Linked DNA regions of Triticum aestivum: region 1 is linked to region 2. A link is a contact called in public Hi-C data. All regions are on one chromosome and are shown on one strand. The core of a region is the stretch at or near the end of the contact, and the rest is flanking DNA. Distances in the headings are between cores, read along the strand shown. Region 1 holds the start of LOC123045389 (neutral/alkaline invertase 3, chloroplastic). Region 2 holds the start of LOC123045388 (tyrosine-protein phosphatase RLPH2).

Region 1 (5,018 bases), core at 688-3,187, 210 kb after region 2:
TATTATACTTACTAACTTGATCTGTTTCCATAAACAGGCCATGCTGAATGTGTAAAGTTTGTTAAGAAATTTAAAATCCCGCTGCTGGTAAGGGAGAAAACTATCATCGTATGATTATCTTTGCTCTTTCTAGGATATTCATGTATTTCAAACATGCAGGTGACAGGAGGTGGTGGGTACACCAAAGAGAATGTAGCACGCTGTTGGGCTGTTGAAACTGGGGTTCTTCTAGACACAGAACTCCCAAATGGTATCTCATTTGTTTGTTCTGCTCCCCTTAACCTTGTTGGTTTGAGTGTCAGTAGCTAGTAATCCTTCAATATAGCGGCATTTTTCTTGTATTCTTTTTCTTCTTTTCTTGATCTTTTAAGGTGAAAAGTGAAAATGAATCCAATACTGTCCTAATACTCTTCCCTTATAGTACTACTTTCTGTAAGCAATTCTTCCTTAGTGGTTATCCATTGTCCGGAGTTTTACATGGCATTTTCTTTGCAGAGATCCCTGACAATGAATACATTGAGTACTTCGGTCCAGATTATACATTGAAAGTGCCAAATCTGAACATGGTATGAACCTTTCTGATTGATCTTTCTAACTCTATGCCTGCCTGGTGTTGTGGATTTAACTGTTGTTTGGTGCGTCATGTTTTTATATGTTGGGTACGCTTAACTAGAATATCAACTTCTTTCTTTAGAGATGTGTAGATGTGCAAATGATATTTGTCTTCCTATTGATGAATGGACCAGGACAACTTGAATAGTAAGACGTATCTCAGTTCAATCAAAGTGCAAGTAATGGAGAGTTTGCGGGCCATACAACATGCACCTGGCGTTCAGATGCAAGAGGTTAGTTTGTATTCCCATTTGCTTGTTGGTTGTTGAAACATCCCAATTAAAACTGGGGATGGATACTATGTGAAGACTAGAATACGCCTTTGCATCTTTTGTTGTCTTTATTTTTCTTGCTTCCACCAGGATAGTGTAGTTTGTTGTTTCTGAGCAGAGACCGGATACATAATGAGTTTATTTTGCAGGTTCCACCCGATTTCTATGTCCCGGATTTTGATGAAGACGAGCTGGATCCTGATGAACGTGTTGATCGTAAGTGAAATACCTCTGGCATGTCTGACAGTGCTCATTTGGACGAGTAAAAACTTGATGATTTCTCCGTGCAAACTCGCCATTGTCCTCTCGAAGCATATGCACGCCACATAATGAGAAATTTCCCCTGAAATGAAATAAATGTTATCTATTTATTCTTAAATTGGCTGTATCCTTCTTCATTCAGCCACTTTTGAACCGTGCCATCATACTATTTCTTTACAGAAGTGTGTATTATTTCATGCAGAGCATACCCAAGACAAGCAGGTTCATCGTGACGACGAGTACTATGAAGGCGACAATGACAATGATCATGATGACGGCGGACATTGAAATCGGCATCTTGGTGATGTATGTAGGTGGAAGCTGAAAGTCTTTCCTGCAGCAGCAGCAGCTGTTCAGTTTAACATCGTGGGATGGGAAATAGTTGGCTGGTTGACATTTTAGGAGGATCTAACGCCTAGGGCTGGGAAGCATTGTGGGAGAATGTAACACTTCCTGACTTGTACAACATCGTACGATTTCGCTGTACTTAAACACTCCCTCCAATCCGAATTAATTGACGCAGTCTCATACAATGGCAAAAGGAGTACCATCTTTTCAGTACGTACTTTTTTATTTAGCCTTTGGATTATTCTTTATATGGGTGGCCTTTTAAATTTGGAAAAGCAACTGATTGATAACGTTCATAGAGGCAAAACTAGATGAGACTAGCATCGAGGCAGGGAGAGGCGTGGCGTGCATAGGGAGAGAAGCACCGAGTGGTGGCCACGCACGGGTCCCCGTCGCCCACCCCTCCGTGACGGACGGCCTCACCGACAAGCAGCCAAAACGGCGCTTCGCTTCGCCCACTGGAACGCCTTTGTTTGCATCCCCCTCGTGCCCCGCGCACAGCCAATCAATCCCGTCAGTTTCGCTTTTGCGGCTCAACACAGGTTCGATTCGACGGCTCCTCCCATCGCATGGGGATCGCACAGGCTGCCGCCCCGCTGCGCCTGCATCTCGGATGCTCCGGCGCGGCGCCCCCGCGGCTCACCTCCCTCAGGGTCGGGGTCGGATCCCATGCGAGGAAGGGCGGGAGGCGGCGGAACCCTCCCCGCGCCGCCAGCTCGCTGCATCCCAGCAGCAACCCGAGAGCGCACGACCATGACCCCGCCCTCAAGCCTCCCGCTCCCGCTCCCGCCGGCGATATCGCCGGGAGGGACTTGAACGGCGCCGCCGATCACGCGCCGCAGCAGAGGCGGCGCGCGGCGAGCGACCTGGAGGAGGAGGCGTGGGCGCTCCTCCGGGAGTCAGTGGTGAGCTACTGCGGCAGCCCCGTGGGCACCATCGCCGCCTGTGACCCCAACGACTCCAGCCCGCTCAACTACGACCAGGTCTTCATCCGGGACTTCGTGCCCTCGGGCATCGCCTTCCTGCTCAAGGGGGAGTACGACATCGTCCGCAACTTCATCCTGCACACGCTCCAGCTCCAGGTCACCCACCCTTCATACTAGTAGGAGTATTTCGGTCGGTTGGTGTCTGTCAATACAGATGCTCCTCTTACTTGTGTTGTTAATAATGGGTATATGCAATTGAATCATTGATGTATCTTGATGCTCCTCAGTTCCAATAAGATTAAGCACAACCTATATGAAATTACTAGTTGAAGGCAATAAATCAGGACACCATTCTGCTCAATGTACTGCCTATCATGTATGAAACTTGTAATAATTTGTAAAAACTGATTGTTGACCATCTATAGAGCTGGGAGAAAACCATGGACTGCCACAGTCCAGGGCAAGGCTTGATGCCAGCTAGTTTCAAGGTGCGTGTTGTTCCGCTTGAAGGTGATGAAGAAGGCGCAACTGAGGAAGTCCTCGATCCTGATTTTGGGGAGGCTGCTATAGGCCGTGTGGCACCGGTTGATTCGGGTAAAGTTTTTTAATAAACCTTTTAATTCAGGTAATGTTGACTCTGTTAATACGCGCATATAGCATAAAAAAGAGGGCCTTAATGATGGTTTTCAGGTCTATGGTGGATCATATTATTGAGGGCATATGGAAAATGTTCAGGAGACCTTTCATTTCACGAGAGAATCGATGTCCAGACTGGAATAAAATTGATCTTGAAGCTCTGCTTAGCTGATGGGTTTGACATGTTCCCCACGTTGCTAGTCACTGATGGCTCCTGCATGATGGATCGTCGAATGGGTATCCATGGACACCCACTGGAGATTCAGGTAGCACAAATGTCCGAAAGTAACAGCGCAGTGAAACATCACACACACACACACACACACACACACACACACAATAAACAGCAAAAAGCACATAACCATAGCAACACAAACATATATGACGATGGCACAGGCACTAAATAGTAAATACAGTTATGGAGTCTGGTATATTTTTACACAAGGAATGAGAGAGTTCTTACATGTCTTGAATTCTTTTTGGGTATCACTCATTTCACTGCACGGAGCACAGTTCTGGCCTGAAACACAAATATTGGCCAATCGAAGCACCTGTCTTTAAAAACATGGTTATTCAGGTCAATCTAAGATTATGGTTAATAGTGCCACGTGATCCTCCCCTGCTAGTCTGTAGATGAGTGAGGATTACTTTCTGCTATTTATGCATGATTTCTCATATATCATTTTCATTTCTTGTGCAGTCACTGTTCTATTCAGCCCTCTTGTGTGCACGTGAGATGCTTACCCCAGAAGATGGATCTGCTGACTTGATCCGTGCCCTAAATAACAGGCTTATGGCGCTCTCTTTTCATATTAGGGAATATTACTGGCTTGACAAGAGAAAGCTAAATGAGATATATCGATACAAAACAGAAGAATATTCTTATGATGCTGTCAACAAGTTTAACATATATCCTGATCAGATCCCTCCGTGGCTAGTTGAATGGATCCCTCCGGAAGGGGGTTACTTGATTGGAAACCTTCAACCAGCTCACATGGATTTCCGATTCTTTTCTCTGGGGAACTTGTGGTCTATCGTAAGCAGTTTGGCAACAACCCGCCAATCCCATGCTATTCTGGATCTAGTTGAAGCCAAATGGTCTGATCTAGTGGCAGAAATGCCATTGAAAATATGTTATCCTGCTCTCGAGGATCAAGAGTGGAAATACATTACAGGGAGCGACCCTAAAAACACGTGAGTCCTAGATTGTTGCCTACTTCTGCGAGTCTTGCAGATCGTCTGCATCTCCTCATAACATTTATTTTGTTTTGCTGCAGGCCTTGGTCATACCATAATGCAGGTTCCTGGCCAACATTGTTGTGGCAGGTTTGCAACTTAAGCATCATGTTTGAAATTTTGATGTGTACTTTGCAAACATCAAGACCTTGTTGTTTTGATTGATTACTTAGCACCATTTGCTCTTGATTGTAAATGTCAATCAGTTTCTTGTTTTACTTTTGGCAGCTCACGGTGGCATGTATCAAGATGAACCGGCCTGAGATTGCAGCCAGAGCCGTGGAGGTGGCTGAGAGGCGTATTTCCGTGGATAAATGGCCTGAATACTACGATACTAAGCGTGGGCGGTTCATCGGCAAACAAGCTCGACTATTCCAAACGTGGTCCATTGCGGGCTTCCTTGTGGCCAAGCTGCTGCTCGAAAACCCTGAAAAGTCTAGAATACTCTGTAACAACGAAGACGAGGAATTTGCTAATGCTTTTAATCTCATGGCTGATTCATGCAACCCGAACAGGAAGCGTGGCAGGAAAGCCCTGAAGAAGACCTACATTGTGTAAGTCTAACAGCAGCTCCAATGTTAGGGGGGTTCATAGATGTAGCAGTGTTCAGTTTTTTTTGTGCGAATCGCACATATACCACCAGGATTTGTACATATTACAGTGAACTTGTCTAGAGGAAATGCCCACTTTGAGACGCTGTCATTCTGTTTATGGTTGGTTAATTGGT
Region 2 (5,213 bases), core at 1,326-3,825:
AACCGTAGTTAGTTTGGTTAGTTCGGGTGTTCACCTCGAGTACCTGATACACCGAAGTACCGAAGAGACACCAACAAAGAGGCCCAACTCCAGATAGAACTTCGGGGTCCATGGCCCAATAGCTCCGCTGCTTGACACCAAATGCGATGAAACCCTCCTCCAGAACATGCACGCACCCTAGCAGACATTCTCATCCCTGCCCTGTCTCTAGCCGCCCCTTCTCTGCTCCTGTCCCCCTGAGACATCCAGATCACATGCATAGGCATGTCTAGAACTCGATTTCTATGCCAAACTCCTACGTCGACAAGTTGAGTTGGCTTACGCATGAGCCCTAGTTGCGGTGCGCCATGTTCCCTCTGTCATGCGGAATCGCGCAGCTCCGCTTTTCACATAGCTCGTTGTCCTTTTGAAGGTCAGATGGTTCAGTCCTTCCTGGTCCTAGTCCAATAATGGGCTTGGGCATGCGCCACCTTTGTTTTTCATGGGAGATGTGTTGTGTTTGGTCACTTGAAGCTCAGATTTTATGCATCAATTGCGTTTTACAGAATATCAGTCTTGATCTGTGTTAACCGAGCACCAAAATGATGTTTTAGTGGACCAAAGTCTCGGTTAACGTTTTTTGAAGAAACCGATCGGTTAGCATATTCTGAAAACCGAATTTCTCCACACCCAAAGCACCAAACCAATCGGTTCGTGGGAACCGAATGCCCGGCCTGATTAGCAATAATGCATCCGGCGATAAACTTGTCTGAGTCGCCCACACCTAAAGAGCTCAAATTCCTTAGCGATCGCTTGTATCTCGTGAGTTTGTTCTAGCACGGGACTGTTGTCAACCATCCTTAAGTCATGGAACTGCTCCGTATCATACAGTTGATTGCCTAGATCAGTTGCGCCGAACTTAGCTTCGAGTGCATTCCACGGTTCCTTGGCATTACGCATATTCAAATACGTGTATACCAACTTGTCTCCGGCCACGCCAATGACGGCACCCACAAAGTGTGGCGGCATCCTTGAACACTTCCTCCCATTCAGAAATAAGCATTCTTTCAGGTGTGCTAGCCAATACCCACTAACATTCATAGTCGTGAACTACAAGATTGTTTTCATTTGCCAACTCTTAAAAGCACACCCGTAAACATGTTCAGTTTCAGAACAGTAGCAGGCCTTAAATCAAAATTTGAGTAAACAAATAAAGCTTGGGGATTGTTGGAAATAATTAGCATTTTCCAAATTAATTTAATGTAGGCTAATATCACGATGATAGTGCTATAAATATTAATCACATATTGTAAACCACTAATTTGATTTAAGTGAACATAACTCAATACCTATACGATATTGATTGTGTACTCTTGTATTGCCAAAAACAGGGTGATTGTTAATCTAAATAAAGTAGGCATTGCAATGTTTCCACGGAAAAAATAATGATCATAGTTCATAAGTATGTAAATAACCGCAATGTCAGGAATGTGCGCTATGCAGACTTTCTAGAGACGAAACAGGTGGTTGTCAGTACTGTGAAGTGTGAAGTGGTCTCTATGCTCCAGCACTGTCCACTGCAATGTTGTAAGAATGAAAACTGGCCCTTCATACTGGAAGGTGTTCTGTGTTACTGCTTCACAGTCGATGAGACACTATTCCGTAATTAAAATATTGAGAAAGTGGGATATGTAAGGGTTTAACAACGGCTCACATCATTTGGGCTCTGTTAATGACTTTGACTTTAATGTCCATATCTCTAGTTTATTATATGATCGTTTCTTCGGCAGTGGCAATTCACATCATAAGCAATTGAAGTATGAATACTAGTATTCTTTGGATCAGCATGGAAGCACATGTAACCACATTGATAGGGGGGAATTCCTAGACTGACCTGGTGATCCATGGGCGACGCCGTAGGACTCGAAGGTGGGCTGAGCATCGTAGATAGAGCCCTTGTACGGGAGGCCCTTCTTGGGGTTCCACCTCTCCTTGATGACGCCGCCCCATCTCCTCCCTTGCACGTGCATGTCCTCGTGGCCCGGCCCGCGGAACCATCCCTCGTGGGCCTCGTTGTCGATGTATTGGGCCCAGGTGGCGGCGAAAGGGGAGCCGTCGGGGGGCGGCGGCAGCGCTCCGACGAAGGCGGCGAAGGCGAGGTCGTGGTTGCCGCAGAGGAAGACGTGGCGCTGAGCCGGGTGGCGGGCCGGGAGCGCGAGGAGGAAGTCGAGGACGCGGCGGGTGTGCGGGCCGCGGTCGTTGTAGTCCCCGAGGAAGATGACGAGCGCGGTGGCGAAGGCGTCGGCGGGGAGCGCGGACCGGAGGTTCGCCCAGAGGCTCTCCAGCTTGGAAATGTACCCGTGGACGTCACCCACGCAGATCACCGCGCGGGGAGGAGCCATCCCGCCGGCGTCGTTTCCCCGTGCGCCCGAGGACAAGGAGGATGGGAGGAGAAGCGGCAAGGGCAGCAGAGAACCACATATGCGGAGGAGATCGGTCGAAATCGACCTGTTTGTCAGCAATCGCTTGCAATTTTGTTGCCTTGCGAAGGCTGTGGATGTGATCTTGCCGATATTTCCTTGGAGCCTAATCCCGGGAGCGGAAGAAGTAATTACCATCTGTAAACGGCGCCCAGGCCGGTGTTTGCACGTGCAGCTGCTTTGCTGGTTCGACCCGACCGGATCGATCGATAGATTAGGAGGGTACGCAAAGTGCATCCAAAAAAATGTTGACCGAAGAAACAACTTTTTACCCAAAAGATGAATCTTTTAACACGACATAAACGCATGTGAAAACTGAGGTTAAGCGTAGGCGTAATGCAAGGACGCATGTGTTTCCATATAGGGCTGAAAGTTATATCTTCCCTAATAATAAAGGAAAACGTTTCGCGTCTACACGCCGGCCGAAGCTTCAGCCGGCCGAGCGCGCGTCATAGGGTTAGCACTAAGGGCATGTACAACGCTCTAGTGTGGACCGATGCCCTAGCCGCCACATCGTCATGCTTGATGCCACCTCCTTCAAACCTATCGCCTACAGAGCAAAACGGGATCCTGCAGAAGAACTCGCCTCTTCCCTAACAAAGCGACGAGGTTGCCGCTGGGCCGACGCGGTGTGGGATCCGTCGCTTCGCTCGGTACGTCACCACACTCGCCCAACAAAAGCCCGCGAGAGCGAGAGGAGAAGGGCGGGAACCAGGCGCATGAAGGGGGAGGAGAAGGGCGGGAACCAGACGCGGGAAGGGGAGAAGAGAAGGGCGGGAACCAGACGCGGGAAGGGGAGAAGAGAAGGGCGGGAACCAGACGCGGGAAGGGGAGAAGGGAAGGCGTGAATCAGGGGAAGGGGCGAAGTAGATTAGAAGGCCGCGCTCCCTCGTCCTCAGCCCGTCGTCGACGCCGTCTTGCCTGATCTGAGGCGCGAACTAGAGGAGAAGCCGGAGCACCCTCATCCTCAGCCCGCCGTCGGCGTCGTCCTGCTCGATCTGATCTGGGTTTGTTCTCCCTGTAAGGTATGAGATTACTTCTTCCCCCATCTCTTACTGTTCTCATGGCCAGATGATTTTTGGTTCAATAAACTAGGCTAGGGTTTGCTGATTCTGGAGATTTGTGGTGATACGATCAGTAGCTATGTTCCAAGAACGGTATTGATTTCCCTATGCTGCGATTCAGGCTCAATCTATGTGGATCAGGTTGTAATGCTCCCATGTCTTTTCTCTTAAGCAATGTCTCTGGATGCATGTTCAGCAATTTGCTTTCTTCTATTATTTGAGGAATGTGCGGAGCTTCATTGTTCACTCTAGTTTTTCTTCAAGTAAATCATGCGTAGGCAGTGGCGAACCTTGGAACAAAACCGAGGGCGGGCGCAAAGCTAGCGGCATGAAAAAAATGCCACTAACTCTCAATTCTTTTGCTCAAAGAAGGTTAAAAATTGCCAGAATACTACTGAGAACATGTACTATGTACTAGTAGAATTGTTTCATACTTTTTGAAATGTGAAATTTGAACCAAAAATAGCTTTTGTCTAGCAAAATAGCCAATATCTCAAAATCTTGTAGCACAAATTAGCTCAGAATCTTAAATAAACCGCTAGCTATATTGATTCTCTTCTCTAGTACTTGAACAGATTTTGAACCAAAAATAGCTTCTGTTTAGCAAAGCCAATATCTCAAAATCTTGTAGCCCAAATTAGCTCAGAATCTTAAATAAACCGCTAGCTATATTGATTCTCTTCTCTAGTACTTGAACAGTTTAACCAACCACTGTTAAAGCTAGCTACCATTAGTCCATTACTAAATCGTAGACCATATAAACAGAGCGCATATTGTATGACTACAGTACAAAAGGGCTATCGACTGGCTGGGCTGGCTTTGAAACTAGTACTAAAAAAATTGTTTGCATCGCTGGAGAGCAGGCTCAAGCATGTTAAAGCCTGCCCGGAAGATTCGTCACTGCCTACATGCTACAGGGTTTGCTCTGTTAGTCCATCTATTGAGAGATAACTAGCACATGCTGACACCTCTTTATGAAGAACATATATCAGATATATCTTGATTTGTTTGCCATTCCCCTGGATCTTTCTTTCTTTATTTGAGGAATGCATGTTACTGTTAGGATTAAGAACTTATAACATGGACCTGGTCCAGCGAGGTTACCATCTCTGAAAATAGTTCCAGTGTTTATCAAGCAGTAACTGTTGGGGAACGTAGTAATTTCAAAAAAATTCCTACGCACACGCAAGATCATGGTGATGCATAGCAACGAGAGGGGAGAGTGTCGTCCATCTACCCTCGTAGACCGTAAGCGGAAGCGTTATGACAACGCGGTTGATGTAGTCGTACGTCTTCACGATCGACCGATCGTAGTACCGAACGTACGACACCTCCGCGATCTGCACACGTTCAGCTCGATGACGTCTCACGAACTCATGATCCAGTAGAGCTTCGAGGAAGAGTTTCATCAGCACGACAGCGTGATGACGGTGTTGATGAAGCTACCAACGCAGGGCTTTGCCTAAGCACCGCTACGATATGACCGAGGTGGATTATGGTGGAGGGGGGCACCACACACGGCTAAAGATCAATGATCAACTTGTGTCTTGGGGTGCCCCCCTACCCCCGTATATAAAGGAGCTAGGGGGAGGCGGTTGACCAAGGAGGAGGGCGCGCCAAGGGGGAAGTCCTACTCCCACCGGGAGTAGGACTCCTTCTTTCCTAGTAGGAGTAGGAGAAGGGGGAAGGG

What was found. A called contact is a pair of places that touch in the nucleus more often than the background predicts.
Region 1: a contact with region 2 is called in a Hi-C map of leaf, with 3 times the contacts expected there. The contact joins the promoter of LOC123045389 here to the promoter of LOC123045388 in region 2. A contact is called at or near these places in 2 of 5 Hi-C or Micro-C datasets (both in leaf).

The regions. Positions count from the first base shown.
Region 1 is chr2B:451,295,311-451,300,328 of IWGSC CS RefSeq v2.1, forward strand. LOC123045389 (neutral/alkaline invertase 3, chloroplastic) reads left to right here and starts at 1,938. Exons shown (of 6, transcript XM_044468422.1): 1 at 1,938-2,575; 2 at 2,845-3,013; 3 at 3,110-3,321; 4 at 3,756-4,249; 5 at 4,333-4,381; 6 at 4,520-4,993. The coding sequence starts at 2,063. The coding sequence ends at 4,849. LOC123045390 (histone deacetylase 9) reads left to right here. Exons shown (of 14, transcript XM_044468428.1): 9 at 38-87; 10 at 160-250; 11 at 496-566; 12 at 747-845; 13 at 1,034-1,100; 14 at 1,348-1,706. The coding sequence ends at 1,433.
Region 2 is chr2B:451,082,056-451,087,268 of IWGSC CS RefSeq v2.1, forward strand. LOC123045388 (tyrosine-protein phosphatase RLPH2) reads right to left here and starts at 2,576. Exons shown (of 4, transcript XM_044468420.1): 1 at 1,874-2,576. The coding sequence starts at 2,381.